Linked DNA regions of Mus musculus: all the other regions are linked to region 1. The links are chromatin contacts, called in public HiCAR-type, HiChIP or PLAC-seq and promoter capture Hi-C maps. All regions are on one chromosome and are shown on one strand. Each heading gives the region's core, a stretch centred on a gene start, on an enhancer-like site or on the middle of the called end of the contact. The rest is flanking DNA. Distances are from core to core; before and after follow the strand shown.

Evidence for each region. Promoter capture Hi-C pulls out the DNA fragments that hold promoters and counts their contacts. HiCAR-type assays count read pairs that join an accessible place to other places. HiChIP or PLAC-seq counts read pairs in DNA pulled down with a chosen protein or histone mark.
Region 2: a contact with region 1 is called in a promoter capture Hi-C map of hippocampal neurons, with 10 times the contacts expected there. The contact joins the promoter of Mtfr1 here to the promoter of Mir124-2hg in region 1. A contact is called at or near these places in 2 of 39 promoter capture datasets (embryonic stem cells and hippocampal neurons) and 1 of 115 datasets of contacts at active chromatin or transcription factors (astrocytes).
Region 3: a HiCAR-type map of astrocytes shows a contact between it and region 1, with 4 times the contacts expected there. The contact joins the promoter of Armc1 here to the promoter of Mir124-2hg in region 1. A contact is called at or near these places in 1 of 39 promoter capture datasets (embryonic stem cells) and 2 of 115 datasets of contacts at active chromatin or transcription factors (astrocytes and embryonic forebrain).
Region 4: a contact with region 1 is called in an H3K4me3 HiChIP or PLAC-seq map of forebrain, with 20 times the contacts expected there. The contact joins the enhancer-like site here to the promoter of Mir124-2hg in region 1. A contact is called at or near these places in 18 of 39 promoter capture datasets (the 3T3-L1 cell line, the C10 cell line, the HPC-7 cell line and 11 more), 1 of 15 datasets of contacts at CTCF or cohesin (stem cell-derived epiblast-like cells), 3 of 484 Hi-C or Micro-C datasets (the HPC-7 cell line, cranial neural crest and nephron progenitors) and 15 of 115 datasets of contacts at active chromatin or transcription factors (SST interneurons, VIP interneurons, differentiating embryonic stem cells and 10 more).
Region 5: an H3K4me3 HiChIP or PLAC-seq map of embryonic stem cells shows a contact between it and region 1, with 7 times the contacts expected there. The contact joins the enhancer-like site here to the promoter of Mir124-2hg in region 1. A contact is called at or near these places in 2 of 39 promoter capture datasets (hippocampal neurons and liver) and 5 of 115 datasets of contacts at active chromatin or transcription factors (embryonic forebrain, embryonic stem cells and stem cell-derived neural progenitor cells).

What each region holds. Positions count from the first base shown.
Region 1 is chr3:17,788,383-17,791,302 of GRCm38.p6, reverse strand. Mir124-2hg (Mir124-2 host gene (non-protein coding)) reads right to left here and starts at 1,382. Exons shown (of 3, transcript NR_033490.1): 1 at 1,123-1,382.
Region 2 is chr3:19,186,552-19,189,471 of GRCm38.p6, reverse strand. It overlaps Mtfr1 (mitochondrial fission regulator 1), which reads right to left and starts at 1,362. Exons shown (of 8, transcript NM_026182.6): 1 at 1,184-1,362.
Region 3 is chr3:19,161,644-19,164,563 of GRCm38.p6, reverse strand. Armc1 (armadillo repeat containing 1) reads left to right here and starts at 1,469. Exons shown (of 7, transcript NM_028840.3): 1 at 1,469-1,654.
Region 4 is chr3:16,465,284-16,468,203 of GRCm38.p6, reverse strand. No RefSeq gene overlaps it. Among named protein-coding and RNA genes, the nearest start is that of Ythdf3, 280 kb to the right of the region's middle. Within about 2 kb of position 1,558, at least 22 of the 459 cell types and tissues checked have an H3K27ac peak or open chromatin away from gene starts, as enhancers often do. A contact at or near this core is called in SST interneurons, embryonic basal ganglia, embryonic brain and 1 more, where this site is marked.
Region 5 is chr3:16,750,911-16,753,830 of GRCm38.p6, reverse strand. No RefSeq gene overlaps it. Among named protein-coding and RNA genes, the nearest start is that of Gm30223, 65 kb to the left of the region's middle. Within about 2 kb of position 1,505, at least 5 of the 459 cell types and tissues checked have an H3K27ac peak or open chromatin away from gene starts, as enhancers often do. A contact at or near this core is called in embryonic stem cells, where this site is marked.

The DNA.
Region 1 (2,920 bases), core at 133-2,632:
TCAGAGGAGAGGTATTATTTTCATGTATGTGTATAACCACACACTTATGATCTAATGCCCTCTAGAACTACAAATCTTTAAAGGGCACCGACCAGTACAAATTGTTTCTATTCAAATATCTGGACAGCAGGGAAACAGACCCTTGGTTTCAAAGCAAGGTCCATACCCACCGGGCCAAGGGGCCCAGCCATAGCCGCTTCCGCTTTTGCTTTTCTGGGTATAAGAGGGCTGATTCTTGCTCCTGCCCCTCAAAGTATTGAAAACTTGGGAAATCCTTGTACCGGAAGAAAATGGCCTAAACACAATAGGACTCGCCATTTTCTACTTGCGAAGCACAAAGCGCTTGGCGCTGCCTGCTACACAAAGGAAGCATGGGCCGCAGAATTCTTGCATATTTTCAAGAGGCTAGAAAATATCTTCCGCGAATGGCAATTTATATTGTTTGGTCACACACACACACACACACACACACACACACACACACACACACACACACACACACACACAGAGGCATCCTCACTTAGCCCTGATGTCTAGAAGATCCCAGCTTTAAGGTTTAAGTTAAAAACAAAACAAAACAAAACAAAAACGCAGGAAAGGCTCGGTTCCAGAAGCAGCGCTCAGGGCCGTGTTAATCCTCCCAAGACAACGGGTGTTAGCGGTGGGCAGCAGAGGGCTCTAAACTAGGTGTGTTGTTGTGGGGATGGAGGCCCATCATCTCCCAGTCTAAGATCTCTCCTTTTGACTCCATCCTGTCCCCAGAGCTCGTCCGGTAGCTCCGTAGTCCTACCCTTTGAGCGACAGGAACCAATCTTTCAGCGAGGATGTTAAGCTGGCAGCAACTCTTAAGGATGCTCAAAGCGCGGGAAACCCTGATCTGTGCGCCTCCCCTGCCCCCAGCCCACTGCTACAATCCACAGCATAATAACAGGACTCTATTACTAGCCTAGGTAAAATGCTGCAGCTTAGGTACAGAAAAACAAAACAAAACAAAAACAATGCAGGAAGCCCCTACAAATAAAAACATACAGACACAGGCAGCAACTCTGCTCACAATAGGAACACTCAGTTCACCGCGCGAAGCAGAGCTTAAAAACCCAGGAAAAGACAGACAGTACTTACAGCAGGTGAGTCCTTGAATAATCCATGGTCAGGTCCTTCGGTTTGTTAGTCTGTGCTTTAAAAAAAAAAAAGTATATACATCTCTGTGTATTTGATTTTTACATAGCTTCCATCGTTGTGAAGGAAAGAAAAAAATCTTGAAGACTTGAGAGCATGGGGGAGGGGGCGGAGATTTTCATTGTCTACGCTCTGCACACGCAGCCCAAGATATTGCTCTGTGGAGCTCCTTCCACTTTCTGCTTGAAATTCAGAAGCTTTCTACTCAGCAAAGAAGGAGTTTGGCACACACCCCCTGCCCCTGTATTTCTCCTCTCCTCTCCTCTCCTCTCCTCTCCTCTCCTCTCCTCTCCTCTCCTCTCCTCTCCTCTCCTCTCCTCTCCTCTCCTCTCCTCTCCTCTCCTCTCTCTGTCACTCACCCTCTTGCTCTTCTAAAGCTAGTGTTCTCTCTCTCTCTCTCTCTCTCTCTCTCTCTCTCTCTCTCTCACTTTTTTTTCAAAAGAGGGCAGGTCGCTTCCTGCATCCCAATGAGTTAAATCAGGCACTTCTTCTCATGCATCAGCAGCCTCTTTAACAATCCGAGAGCTGCAGGCACAAAAGAGCATTTAGCTGCCTCCAATTTGTGTAGAAGGCCTGCCCTTAATTTGTTTGAGGAGTATAATTAAATCATGAATTTCACGAAATATAAAAATACAAAATTCCTAACCTCAGCTAGTGAACCGCTAATGGTAACCTTTAAAAACAAATCTCTCCTCATGTCCCTGTTCTTAGCCAGACCGAGAACATCTCAGATACGCAAGAAGACAAGAGTTCGGACTCAAACCTAGCATGCCTTCTCCATTTACACGTCAAGGTCACACTGATAACATCCCTCAGTGCTCTAAATGAGAGCCTTTCTATTTCTTTCCTTTTAAAAAACAATAATATTCTGAATTTTTAAAATTGCCTCAGGAAGAAATTAAGTCATTTGGGAAAATCTGCTGGACTAAATAAAAACGTAAGTATGTTCTTAATATGAAATAGGATCAGAATTTGCTATACAGACACTAGGTTGAGGAGTTCTACAAATAGGCCTTGCTCGGGAGAATGTTTTCAACTTTTCCAGGCAGGACTCTGTGGTCAGTGAAGTCTGAGTTCCATGGGTTTTGATCATGTTTCTTCCAGCCACAGAGTGGGCCTTATGGGACATCAGAGCCAGAGCCTATCAAGCTTGCTGAGTCCCAGAGGGCTTCTGATAAGGAAAATGCTGCTTGTTGTTGGGAGCAGGGGTTTGGCTCCCACTCCTTTAAGTAGGTTGGGGCGCAAAAAGCAACTCTGCATTCCTGCAGTTTCTCTTTCAGAAAGAATCCAGACCAAGCCATTGCTCTACCTCAATGAAGGTGGTGGGGTGGCAAGGCCACCTTCCTCTCTCACTCACCTGCCACCCCCCCCTCCCCCAAGGCCACTGCTAGGAAGATACTTAGGAGTGTTTTTCTCCTTCCTAGTGCTCCCATCTTCTGGGAAATTGTAGAATCCCTTACCACAAAAAACTTTGAATTGTCAGTAATTTGCTGCTAAGTCTACTGTCAGCTCCTACCCCCATTTCTCATTCTAACTCTAGTCAAGAACCCCCCACACTGGAACACTGGAGAGGTGCAACTTCAGTACTACCCAATGGGAACAAAACATGTCACCACTTCCTGACTGTAAATGTTCACTCTGATACTCTAAGTCACCCTGGGCGTTTGAATTAGGCCATGTTTCACCCTGAGCACAGAGCTAAGTGAACTGGGCTATAACTGAGCTGTACCTCTGTCTGCTT
Region 2 (2,920 bases), core at 113-2,612, 1.4 Mb before region 1:
TCACGTGCTTGCTTTCGTAGAACATCCTTTCGCCTAGGTCCACTTCAGCTACATGTTCCTTCACGTGTTTAGCCCAGCAGAACACCGTACAACACAGTTTCTAAAGAACCCTTAAGTTTCCTCTTCAGTTACTAGACTTGCATTTCAATTCAAAGATTAGGGTGTTGATAGAGAGTTAGCTGCACATCGTGACTGAGACTTTTCTTAGCTCGTAAGCATTTTATAGTCAAACTCGGTTGTATATAATCGCAAACCCATTTCTATTACCTTCTTTTTAAAAATAATTTTTACCTTTTAAATGATTTTTGTGTATGTACAATATATGTGATCAATATATGTGGACACAACTTACTTTCATGTAACAAGATAGTAAGTGTCACAACTTCCTTGACTAAGTCATTGTAATGTAAAACAACTACATACACTAGGAAAAGGTGACTGGAATCGGGCGTGGTGACTGAGGCAGGAGGTTTTAGGCAGCTCAACCTAATCTACATAGTGCATTCCACCCCAGCCTAGAGTAAGGAAGACAACTCTGTCTCAAAACCAAACCAAACAAAAAAGTGAACGCTAAATTACCAAGTATCATGAAATACTCCTTAATATTCTTTTCCGGATGTGGTGAAGCAAGCTTTAAATCCTGTAGTTGGGAGGTGGAGGGGGTAGGATCCGAACTTCTATTGACCATCCTCAAGCACAAAACGAGGTTTAAGCCAGAAGAGGTTACATCAGACCAATCACAAAACAAACCATCAGGCGGAAAGAAAGGTTTGGTTAAGTTTGACTTCAGATCTCAAAGTTTCTGTAGTCTGGCTACACGCAAACTGCGCACGCTTAGAAAGTTCAGAGCTGCCAGCCGACAATGACAGGAAAGTAGGTCCAGGTAGAACAGGCTGAACGCCGTGGGCCGCCCCGTTCAGCCCGGATCCAGCGAGGGCACAACGCCGACTGCGGGGGATGGGAGCCAGGCCGGCGGCCCGCGGAGCTCAGCAGGCCAGGCGCGGGCGAGCCGGAGGGCTGCTCTCTGCTCCGGGCTTCCGCGGCCTCCCTCCCGCTCGCCGGCCTCCCGCGCCGCGCCCCGTCCCCTCCCTTGTCCACAACACGGCCTCCCGCCACCGTTCAGCTCCGGGTGGTAGCCATTCCCCACCCCGCCAACCGCTTTTCTGTCCCGGGCCCCACTCACCTCGGCTGCGCAGCAGCCCTCACCTTCGCAGCTGCTCAGCCTTCCAGATTGGCTGTCCCAGGACCTTATGCCAATCAGCCAATCCCCGCCCCTGGCCCGGCCTAGGCTGACCAGTGAACGGCTCGCTGAGGCCCGGGGGCGGGCTCAGGAGAGGCCGGCGGAAGGCGTGTCTGCTCGCCGGCCACGCCGGCTACCTGTCCCGGGCTCTGTGCGCACGCGCGGTGCCCAGTAAGGGGCGTGTGCTTGCTAGTGTGCCGCGCTTTGTCTTGGGTGCTTCTGCCCCTGTTATTTTTGTTGGTAAACTTCGCCCCTTTTGGGTGTAGGAATACCCACATTCCGAGTGAAGTCTCAAATGTGTGCCCGCTGAAAGGAGCTAGGTCCTTAGCCTAGCCTAGCCTAGCCTGTGTCGAGCCCTTCTCAACCCACGCTCTGTGGGGACTTTGTCTGCCAGGGCGATCTGTTTCGGGCCTCAAATCCCGGACGTATGTTCTGGAGGAGTGGAAGGCGCGGCTCAGAGGGAGTGAAGACTTTTCCTGCCTTCAGTTCCCCCGCCTCAAAGTCTGCCTAATTGGTGTGCGTAGTTTTTAATGAAGGGTTATTCTAGATTTCAGATAACCTAGTCATGAAAATACGATCAGTCTGTGTCAAGTTAGCTATAAGCAGCACGGTGGTGTGTGTGGGTGCGATAAAACGTGAATATGGAGGGAAAGCCTATCAGTAATTCAAGAGGCCGCTCCTACCTGGGCGTGGCGGCTCCTGCTATGTAAAACGAGTAGTTTGAAGTTGGAGGCTGGAGGATCCAGAGTTGAAGACCAGCCTATGTCCAAAACAACCTGGAAGAGGGTGGAAGAGTTGAGGTGGGAAGTGGGCAGCAGCTGTTGCTACTTCGCCTTCTCTCTTACCCTCTCATTGGAGCGCTGGTGTTCTTACCCTGGATGGCCTAAATTCCTCCTGGCTACTGCTTTGGATTTCACCTAGAGCTTCAATTCAGTTACTCAGCAACGGCTCGTTGGGAGCCCATTATGACAGTACAAAGTTGGTGGGGTTTGTTTGTTTGTTTGTTTGTTTTTTAAGCCTTGAACCACACCCTGAGTAAGCCTACCAAAAGGCAGGGAGATCAAAACAAGGTTAATTAATATATGTGACCAAGTGTTATAACGTTTTAAGTACAAAAGGGCCTGACAGGCTGTGACCAAGGCTGGGAGAGAGAAGCCTGAGAGAGCAGTTCAGGGAGGGGTGCTTGGTCTGAAGGCTGATGAAAAGACAAAAGCTGCTGAAGTGAACTGGTAGGGACCACACACCAGGGCGACCATTCCAATGATACTTGTAGGATTTACTGCTAAGCTATTAGTTGCCTCAGGATCCCTGGTCACCAGCTGTGTGACCCACAGGTGACTCTCAGCTGCCTGCCACCACACAGGCCTATGTGATTGTCTATGTTTAAGAAGAAGGGTATCTGAAAGCACCCATCAGTTGGAGATGGCTTAAAACCTGTTTTTTGTTTTGTTTTGATTTGATTTGATTTTTTCTTTACAACTTCCCTCCCTTCCCACCTTGCTTTACCCTCAAGTGCCCTGGAGTGGCCCTGAACTTTTTGACAATCTAGATGAAGGTGCAGTGACTTAAACCTGAGTAATTTTATCACAAATTATTGTTTCTCCCAGTAATGGAATCATTTCTAAGAATTCTGACCAAGCTGTGTGCCATCTCATTCAATACAATAACACAAAGAGCCTA
Region 3 (2,920 bases), core at 220-2,719, 1.4 Mb before region 1:
CTAATTCTGAAAATACTATATGTCTTTTCTTAATAGGCAGATTAACATTAGCAAAAACAGCGAATTTTCCTTTCTGGATTACTGAGTCACCTTTTATTAGAATATTGGGCAAGTCTTCACTTACTCAGCCAGATAGGTTGTGCTGTACTGGGTATGCCCCTTGGACTTAGTATATTTACTTTTTTTTTTTTTTTTTCCTGCTTTCTACATTCACTGTTTTTAATTTAGGCTCAATGTTCTCTTACCACTAATCCCTGTCTTGGCTTTGTGAATAAAGCACACAGACTGGCTTTTGCCTGTAGGTGAGATGGTTATTTAGAGTCTTGTTCTTGTTTTCTACCAAGCTTTACTTTGGACTTGTTTTCATTTTGGGTTTTAATAATAAGATAACCAAGAGCACGGGAACATTAAGAAACTCAAGAGATGGACTCTTTTGTTCTTCTTCTTCTTCTTCTTTTTTTTTCTTTTTAAGTCAAGGTTTCTGTGAAGCTTTAGTTAGCCTAAACTGGGCTTGAACTTGAAATGGTCTGCCTTCAGCCTTTACCTACTTAGTGCTCAGATTCCGCCGTGGCGGTCTGGTTTATAAATTCACTTACAAAATATTGGAGATAATAGCGTAGAATACAGTCCGGTGTGGTGTCTTCCACATCCTTTCCAAATTAAAGCCCTTTCAAATTCCTTGTAACAAGAATAACAACAAAGTCCCTGTAACTTTAATGTATGAGCAACACGTCAGAATAAGATTGTAGAAACGAAGATCAAAAAGGAGTGTGGATGGATGTATTATTTTCAGATTAGCCTGCGAGACTTGGATAACAATTTCAGAAATACTTTGGAAAATAAAACGTACCTAGAGCAACTCCTCGGTAACTAGTATCGATAAAACAAGTATGTCTTTACTTTGATAAATAGAAAACAGCATTAACAAAACTTCATGATGAACTGGAGAACTCTCTTAACACAAGTCTCTGACAAGAGAAAAGACAAAATTCTTTTCAATGTCAAATCACTTAGGCCAACCCAACAAAAGCACTTCGCATCCCTCGCTTTGCTAGAAAGCAGCACTGAAAAGAAATGAACGAAATCCAGAGAGGCCAAACAGTGTCGACGTTCATAGTAAAAACTACAAAAAAACGTCCGAAGATTCTGGGTAAAGACGCACAGACGTGGATGAAGGGTTACAGGTTGTTTTATCAGACCTGGAAGACTTGCTGAAGATAAACTATTCTGTTCGCGTGTCTGCACACAGAAGCAGAAGCCCTTCCTGCCGCGGGAACCCTGGGAATTGTAGTCGCGGAGCCACGATGGCTGTAAATTTGTTTAGCACTCCGTGGACGGCGAGCCCTTGGTTCCAATTCAGTGTTCTGGGTCCTCATAGGTCCGGTCTAGCTCACCAATGAGCTACTAGGTTTGAGAACATCCCGCCTCTGGTTGGGTGTCCTTCCTCACGTTGCTTCATTTTCAGCCAATGGGATAATAAAGCCAGCAGAGGTGACAGGGTCACCGCGGAGCCTGCAGCTCCTCCGCCGCCAGCGACTCAGCCCTGTGGTTCTTTGAGTCGGGCCGTGGCTCGGGGTCTTCGCCGCCCGTTGTCCGCCGTGGTGGGTGCGGCTCTGATGCTGCGGCAGGCTCCGGACGCCCGGAGCTCTGGAGGGTACGTAGCCGGGGCCGAGGTGGGGCCGAGGGGCCGCTGCTGCGCGGGCCGGCCGCTGCGCCCGCCTCCTGCCGGCATCCCGCGGGCTGCCTCGGACGGCTCCGGACGTGCTCTTCTCTCCTCTTCCTTCTGACCAGCCAGCCCGCCCTACGAGTAGCGGGTGTCCATGTCGCGGCGTTCTTTCTGTAAATCTGCGAGCCTCTGCGCGCAGGCCTCCATTCAAGAGAAACTCGTGTACACAGGTGGTGGGCATTTGTGCACTTAGCTGCTCCTTTGGTGATACTGTCTCCTCAGCGCTTGCAGTAGAAGTTTCCCACTGGGTTAGTTCTGTGCTTGCATGGTACTTGCCAGACATTTTACTGTCTTGCCTTTTTTTTTTCCCACCCTGTTACCCGCTCAAAACTGCTACCTGAAGAAACTGAGGCTTGGAGACGGTAATTCAATTCCAAAAGAGTTACAGTTATAATTGCAAGGAGAAGCCAGATCGGGTCTCGGCGTTTGATAGTGGTAGTTGCTTTTCAACCCGGCTTAATCATTAAGGATTTAGGATAAGTGTGTGCCCGCAGCAGCTCTTAGCACGTGAGGGCTAAATACTTCTATTAACTAAGTGGTGATTCTTAGCTATAAGAAAAGGAATACCTTTCTGACATCTGCCCAGACACTGATGTCTCGCGTGTCTCTAACTCCGTGCTTCAAGACTTCTTGCCCGTTGGCATCCTCATCTGGAAGCTGGTTGGACATCTCAGATTCCCAGACCCACTTACACCCACTGAGCTTGAACTTACTTTTGGCAAGGTCCCTTAGGTGATCGCAGTGTCCTTAAAGTTTGCGAAGGGTTCTGTTTGTCAACATAGAGCCAAGGAAGAGAAAATAAGTTTGGGTCGTGATGGTATGCCTTTAATCCCTGCTTTGGTAGCTATTGGCAGGCAGATCCCTCCTAGTTTCAGGCTCATCTCAACTACATAGGTCAGCCAGAGCTAAGTAAGGAGAAGAAAAAGTAAAGGCATACGTCCTATGCACTGTGACCTCTACTCAGACTGAGATACAGAAAAATGAGAACAAAGCTTTTGTCATTTGCACGACGTTTCCCTTTTCAGAAAATGAATGTGTCTCTTGAGAGTTTTAACTTAGCCGTCCCAACTCTTAAAGTAGACATCAATGTTAACTGTTTCATAATTGTCTTGTAATTGACACCAGGTGCGGGCTTTGGAAGTAAAAGAGCAAATTAAGACAAAGGGGATGCTGATTTACTGTTGCTGGCTAGTT
Region 4 (2,920 bases), core at 309-2,808, 1.3 Mb after region 1:
GCCCAGCCTCATCTATTTATCAGGTGAAGGGTGTAAAGGTAATGTCACAAAACTCTCGGTGTCCCAGTACCTGCAAAAGTGCACAGTTCCAGCAATCAACAATCTATGATTCCAAGGATTCTGATGCTAAGCTTAAAGACTAGAAATCAAAAGGGTAGCTAATATTTGTTTAGATATCTATGTGTATAGCAGTGCTCTGATTATAGTTCAAGTAGTAACTCATTTTGCCTATACACACACACACACACACACACACACACACACACACACACACACACCTTGAAAGGAAAGTTGAACAACTGTTCCCATTTTGAAGATGAGAAAATGAATATACACAAAGGTTAACTAACTTATCATGGTCTTCTGGAAATGGAGAAAATCCACAAACGATGTTCAAGCTGCATCCATTTATAATGCATTTACCTGCTCACACTCAGTGCACTAAGATTTAAGAATAAAGATACAGGTGTTAGCAGGATAAGTTGACTGTTTTCAGGAAAACCCCATGATTTGAAATACTCTGGGAAAGAGAAGAGGTATCTAAGGGTTTTGTTCAGTTCACACATCTCTTTTTTACAAGCATCCAGTCTAAAGGCAGCGAGAACATGAAAGAATTTCAGTTTACTAGGTTACATGGCTCAGGACCCAGTTTCATGGAGAAGTACACTGGAATTGTTATTTGTGACCTATAGATTCCCAGGCCCAGGTCTGCATTGTAAAGGAGATGTTAGAGCAATCACCAGAAGAGTGGTTCTCAAAGTGGCTTCCCCATCTGAAGCATCAACATTGCCTGAGGACTTCAGAGAATTGTGCATCCTCTGGCCTCATCTCAGATGTGCTGCACAGAGTGGACGGTAATGGTGGAGTCTACTATGTGTGTCTGGACAAAGAAGTATGCCAAGTGACTCTGTTTTAGAACAGAATTTAAGAACCACTACCCTATAGGGTCTCCATATTCAATCGTCCTCCTCTTTTCCAAGATTGTCTTCTTGATATCAATATGTGGCCTTCTGTGAAGCTCCTGAGCTTTCCAATTCTGAGACACACCCACTTGGGATAGTGACATGTGAATGGATGGGAAGACCTGGGCTTGGGGTTTTTGTTGTTGTTTGTTTGTTTGATATATATATCAATATATCAAGAATGCTTATCGTCATTGTCATCGTAGAGTTTGTCCTCCTCCTCTTCCTTCTCTTCCTCCTCCCCCTCCCTCTTCTCTTTCTCCTCCTTTTCGTCCTCCCTCCGCCTCCTCTCCCTTTTTTCTTCCTTTAAATATGTCAGTGGAAAACAAAACCATTATGCCAAATTCTTTGAAGTCCGGAAATATGATTCTACTCAAACCCTAATTTTTGGAGCAGCCTTGTCTCTAGCACGGAGAAATACCAGCTAAATCAAATAAGCAAAAGCATTTCTGACTTCATTATCCCCAGAGGCGCTTTGAGAAGCTAGCAAAGTAACCTCACAGGAACTTCAGAATTTTTCTTTCCTCCGATTTCCATGTGGATAGCATGTTAAACAGCGATGCAAGCGATTGTTTTCAGTCTCAAGTCCTCCACGTCACAAGACAAAGATGTTGCAGATGCATTTTGCCCGGTTATGCAGTAGCTTCTGAAGCCAATTCTAAAGGCAATTGTGTTCCTCACACGCCCTCTTGTGGCTGCTCTTGGGTAATGCAGTCAGGAAGGCCCTCAAAACCTTTTTTTTTTTCCCTCCAATTTTTTTATTAGGTATTTACTTCATTTACATTTCAAATGCTATCCCCAAAGTCCCCTATACCCCGCCCCGCTCCCCAACCCACCCACTCCCACTTCTTGGCCCTGGTGTTTCCCCAGTACTGGGGCATATAAAGTTTGCAAGACCAAAGGGCCTCTCTTCCCAATGATGGCCGACTAGGCCATCTTCTGCTACATATGCAGCTAGAGACAAGAGCTCTGGGGGTGCTGGTTAGTTCATATTGTTGTTCCACCTCTAGGGTTGCAGGCCCCTTCAGCTCCTAAACCACTTTTTCTTATTAAAGCTTCACTTAGGGAATTAAATATCTAAGAATTCAATATTTCGAAAGTTTATTTGTTCATAAATTATGTGTTCCTTGGTACTAGAAGAATCTGTTGAGCTATACTTTCAAAAAATGTTGGCAGATACGAACCAACTAATTCTGTTCTTTAAGAAAAGTAGAAAGTAAAATATGTGTCTTTTTTTTTTCAAAGTACAATGAAGGAAGCTGCAAGTATACAAAAGAAAACAAACTGATTTTTTCTAGTACTGTGTTTCCATGAGAAGCAAAACAAAAGATTTTATGTCAGCAATGGGATTATAGAGCAGTAAAAAGCTGTGTGTGTGTGTGTGTGTGTGTGTGTTTGTGTACAGGTGTGTATGTCTCTGTTTGGTTGTGTACAGGTGTGTATCTGTGTCTGACTGTGTACAGGTGTGTGTGTGTGTGTGTGTGTATGTGTGTGTGCCTTTGAATTCACTGACATTAGTTATATTTATTAGGGTTCTATCAGTAATCATAAATTACTTCATACTGTTGGTACATTTGAAAATCAATGTTCCCTACTGGATCCTACACTGAACTGGGATTTCATCATGACATTCCATGGCTAGGCAGAAAGGAACTTGAGACTCCCCTCCTCCCAACCACTGTTATTCTGCTGAAGTGTGCTTCTCCTTCCCCACTCACCTAAGGGCTGGGGAGCTCCCAGCCCGTTTTGCTGGTGAGTGTGAGACCGAGCATGGTGATTCATCTGCAGCTTCACTTCTCCACTTTCATGAACAAGTCTGCCGAAGGCTATATACACTCCTCATAGAAACAGGACCTAACTCACTGCTCAGTGTGCTCTAGATAATCACTTCTACAAATAGATATCAATGAAAGTTTAATAATGGGAAGATTGCATTAATTATTCAGTTTTTCTAATTT
Region 5 (2,920 bases), core at 256-2,755, 1.0 Mb after region 1:
GGGAGTAAAGGGTTTATTTGGCTCACACTTCCATACTGCTGTTCATCACCAAGAAAATCAGGACTGGAACTCAAGCAGATCAGGAAGCAGGAGCTGATGCAAGAAGCCATGGAGGGATGTTCTTTACTGGCTTGTTTCCCCTGGCTTGCTCAGCCTGCTCTCTTATAGAACCAAGACTATCATCCCAGAGATGGTCCCACACTCAAGGGGCTAAAGAAAATCTAAATTCTTTTTACCGCCACCACCACCTCCTTCTCTCTCCTCTTAGCACTTATTTATTTTACTACTCTGAACAAACTATCACACACAACAGTGTTTGCTTGTTTTGTTTTGTTTTTACCACAACTTTATGATTATCTAGGATATTTTGTGGATTCAAAATCCTGTTTCCATTTTTTTCTTTTCAATTAACTCCATAGGTTGTTTTCAATAATTTCATAGGTTGTTTTAGATAATTCTTGCTGAGAATCTCCCTTAATTTTCTCTAATCAATCTGTCGAATAGTATTTCAATCACTATACTTTTACGTACTCAAGAAATACTAAATTGCCACATGCCAATAATGTTATTGTATGTTGTGTATACTGCAGGAAGTAATAAACTTCTCTGAAAGGACCTAATGAAAACTAGAAAAAATAAACAAGGAGCTACATAGAATGGTAAATCCTGAGTTGTAATGGGCTATTAAAAGTAGAACCATATTTAAAAAAAAATGTGAGAAATACACAATTTGAAATGAAAGATTTAGAGAATATTCATTGAGAAAGTGATTTTTAATCTGAGACCAACGGTACAGCAGTTAAAGTGAGCCTAAGAGATAGAGAAATGTGTCCAACCACAGGGTAACATGTCCAGGGAGCAGCTGAGAGATAAGGATCCCAGTGAAGAGTTTGTTATTTGTTCTGAGACAATGGGACATCATCTTAGTGGTTTCACTAAGGGACAAGCATAAGCCATTTTACAGTTTTGAAAACTAAATGAGTGAACAATTTTTTAAAAATGCTCAAAAGAAGAAAAGATACTGAATGCCGCAGACCCTCAGGGTCCCTTTGTCTGCGTGGAACTGGTCTCTGGGGCAGGTGGGCAAAGTGTCAGTGGTTTCCAGACAGACCAACACTCGAGATTGTGTAGAATCTGAATGTATTGTTTCAGGTAGAGCATCAAACTTTTTATACCAAAGAAATAACAAGAAACCAGGCAAAATACAATCCACCAAGTTACAGTGATGCAATACAAAAGGAATGTATATATCAAAAGAAGCTGGGGATGAGGCTGCTGCTGCAAAAGAAGGGAGCCAGGTGTAAACTAGTCTATTGTTAAACCCACTACCAGGGGTTCTGCACTAGCAGACCTTATCATGAATACTGCAATACCTCAACACCCTATGTCCTGGGTCTACAGAAGAATATACCAATTTGCTTCTTATGTGAAGCTTACTATACCTAGCTGTAGAGAAGATCTCTGTCTCAGTGGGATTCTTTAGCTCTACTATTCCCTTGTTTGCGTGAGAATTGCTATTGTCCTTGGTAAATATTTTGCAGACCATCTCTGAGCTACTAGCTCTGTCTTTTGTAATGCTTAATTAGTAACTGAATAGGTAACTTCCTTTCTGCATTCCTGCCGGATTTCAAGCTTGTAGGCTTCTGGGACCTTGGAACCATGAGGAGGCTTCATTATAACAGAATTTAATCTTAAAAGGCATTTATAATAAAATATTAAAAGAGAGCTCGGAGATCCATATACCAGACTAACTCGGGACTAGAGAATGAGTATATTGGTAAATGAGAACGCCAAAACTCCAGGAGGTGAGCTTCCTCATTGAGTACTTACAGACTCTTTCAGCCTGTCAAGCAGACCCGACCAGAGGGTGTGGCATTTCTCCTTTTTTTTTTTTTTTTTTTTTTATTTTTCAGCTGAAGTTCCAGGATGTCCTGCCTGGTTGTAGCTACAGACCTCAGGAGCACTCTAAAGATGAGTGGAAACACAACGATTACTAATAAAACAATGCCAATTATAATAACATGTAGGATTATATATTGAACCCAATCCAGGGGGTTCAATGCACTTAAGTTATTTTTTAAATCTCTAGCCAATTCATCAATGTTCCAAGTGTCCAAATTACTTTTACTAATATCTGAAATTTCTGCCTTTAACTGTTCCAAGTCATGAGAAATATCAGTATCTCTCCATACTACCTGCAAATGAGCTTTAGTCTTTTCCCAATCAATGGTTGTATTATAAGGTAAGGGGGTGACACAAATGTATTGGAAAGAATCATGACATTTAGTAGCTAACCTGGTTTTAATATTTGCAATATCATGCCCTATTGCCAGCACTACTTCTTCTAGGGTATTAACCTTCACTTCCAATTTTTTATCTATAACATGCAGCTCTGACAAGGCTACAGAAATATTCTTATGCATATCATTAACAAAATGAGCGGTATGAAGTTGCTGAACTAATTCTGTAGTAGATAATGCAAAAGAAGTTAAAATTGCAATTAAGGCACTAATTCCTAAAATCAGCGCTGCTACAAATTTCTTAGGTCTAATAAGTTTGTTTAGTCTTTTTAAAGCTTGCAATCCTGAATTCTCAAACCAAGGATCATTTCCTAACTCTACAGGCAGTAAAACATACCCAGGTCTCTTAAGCAAAATCATAACAGCAGATTCCTCATCTAAATTAGGATCTACACAATTAGTTAATTGACAAGAATTACAATGAATATGAAAAGACTTGCCAAGATTGGTGATCTTGACTCTTAAAATTATCTAACAATATAGCATACAGGTATAGTACGCAAGCTTTTATAGCTATTAGGAGTTGGCCTGAATGGCCAAAAACAGTGTCTCTGACAAAAGCATCTTGTACATTCTCTGTACCAGTCTCTCTGCCTCACAAGTCAGCTTTTTTAGTTGTT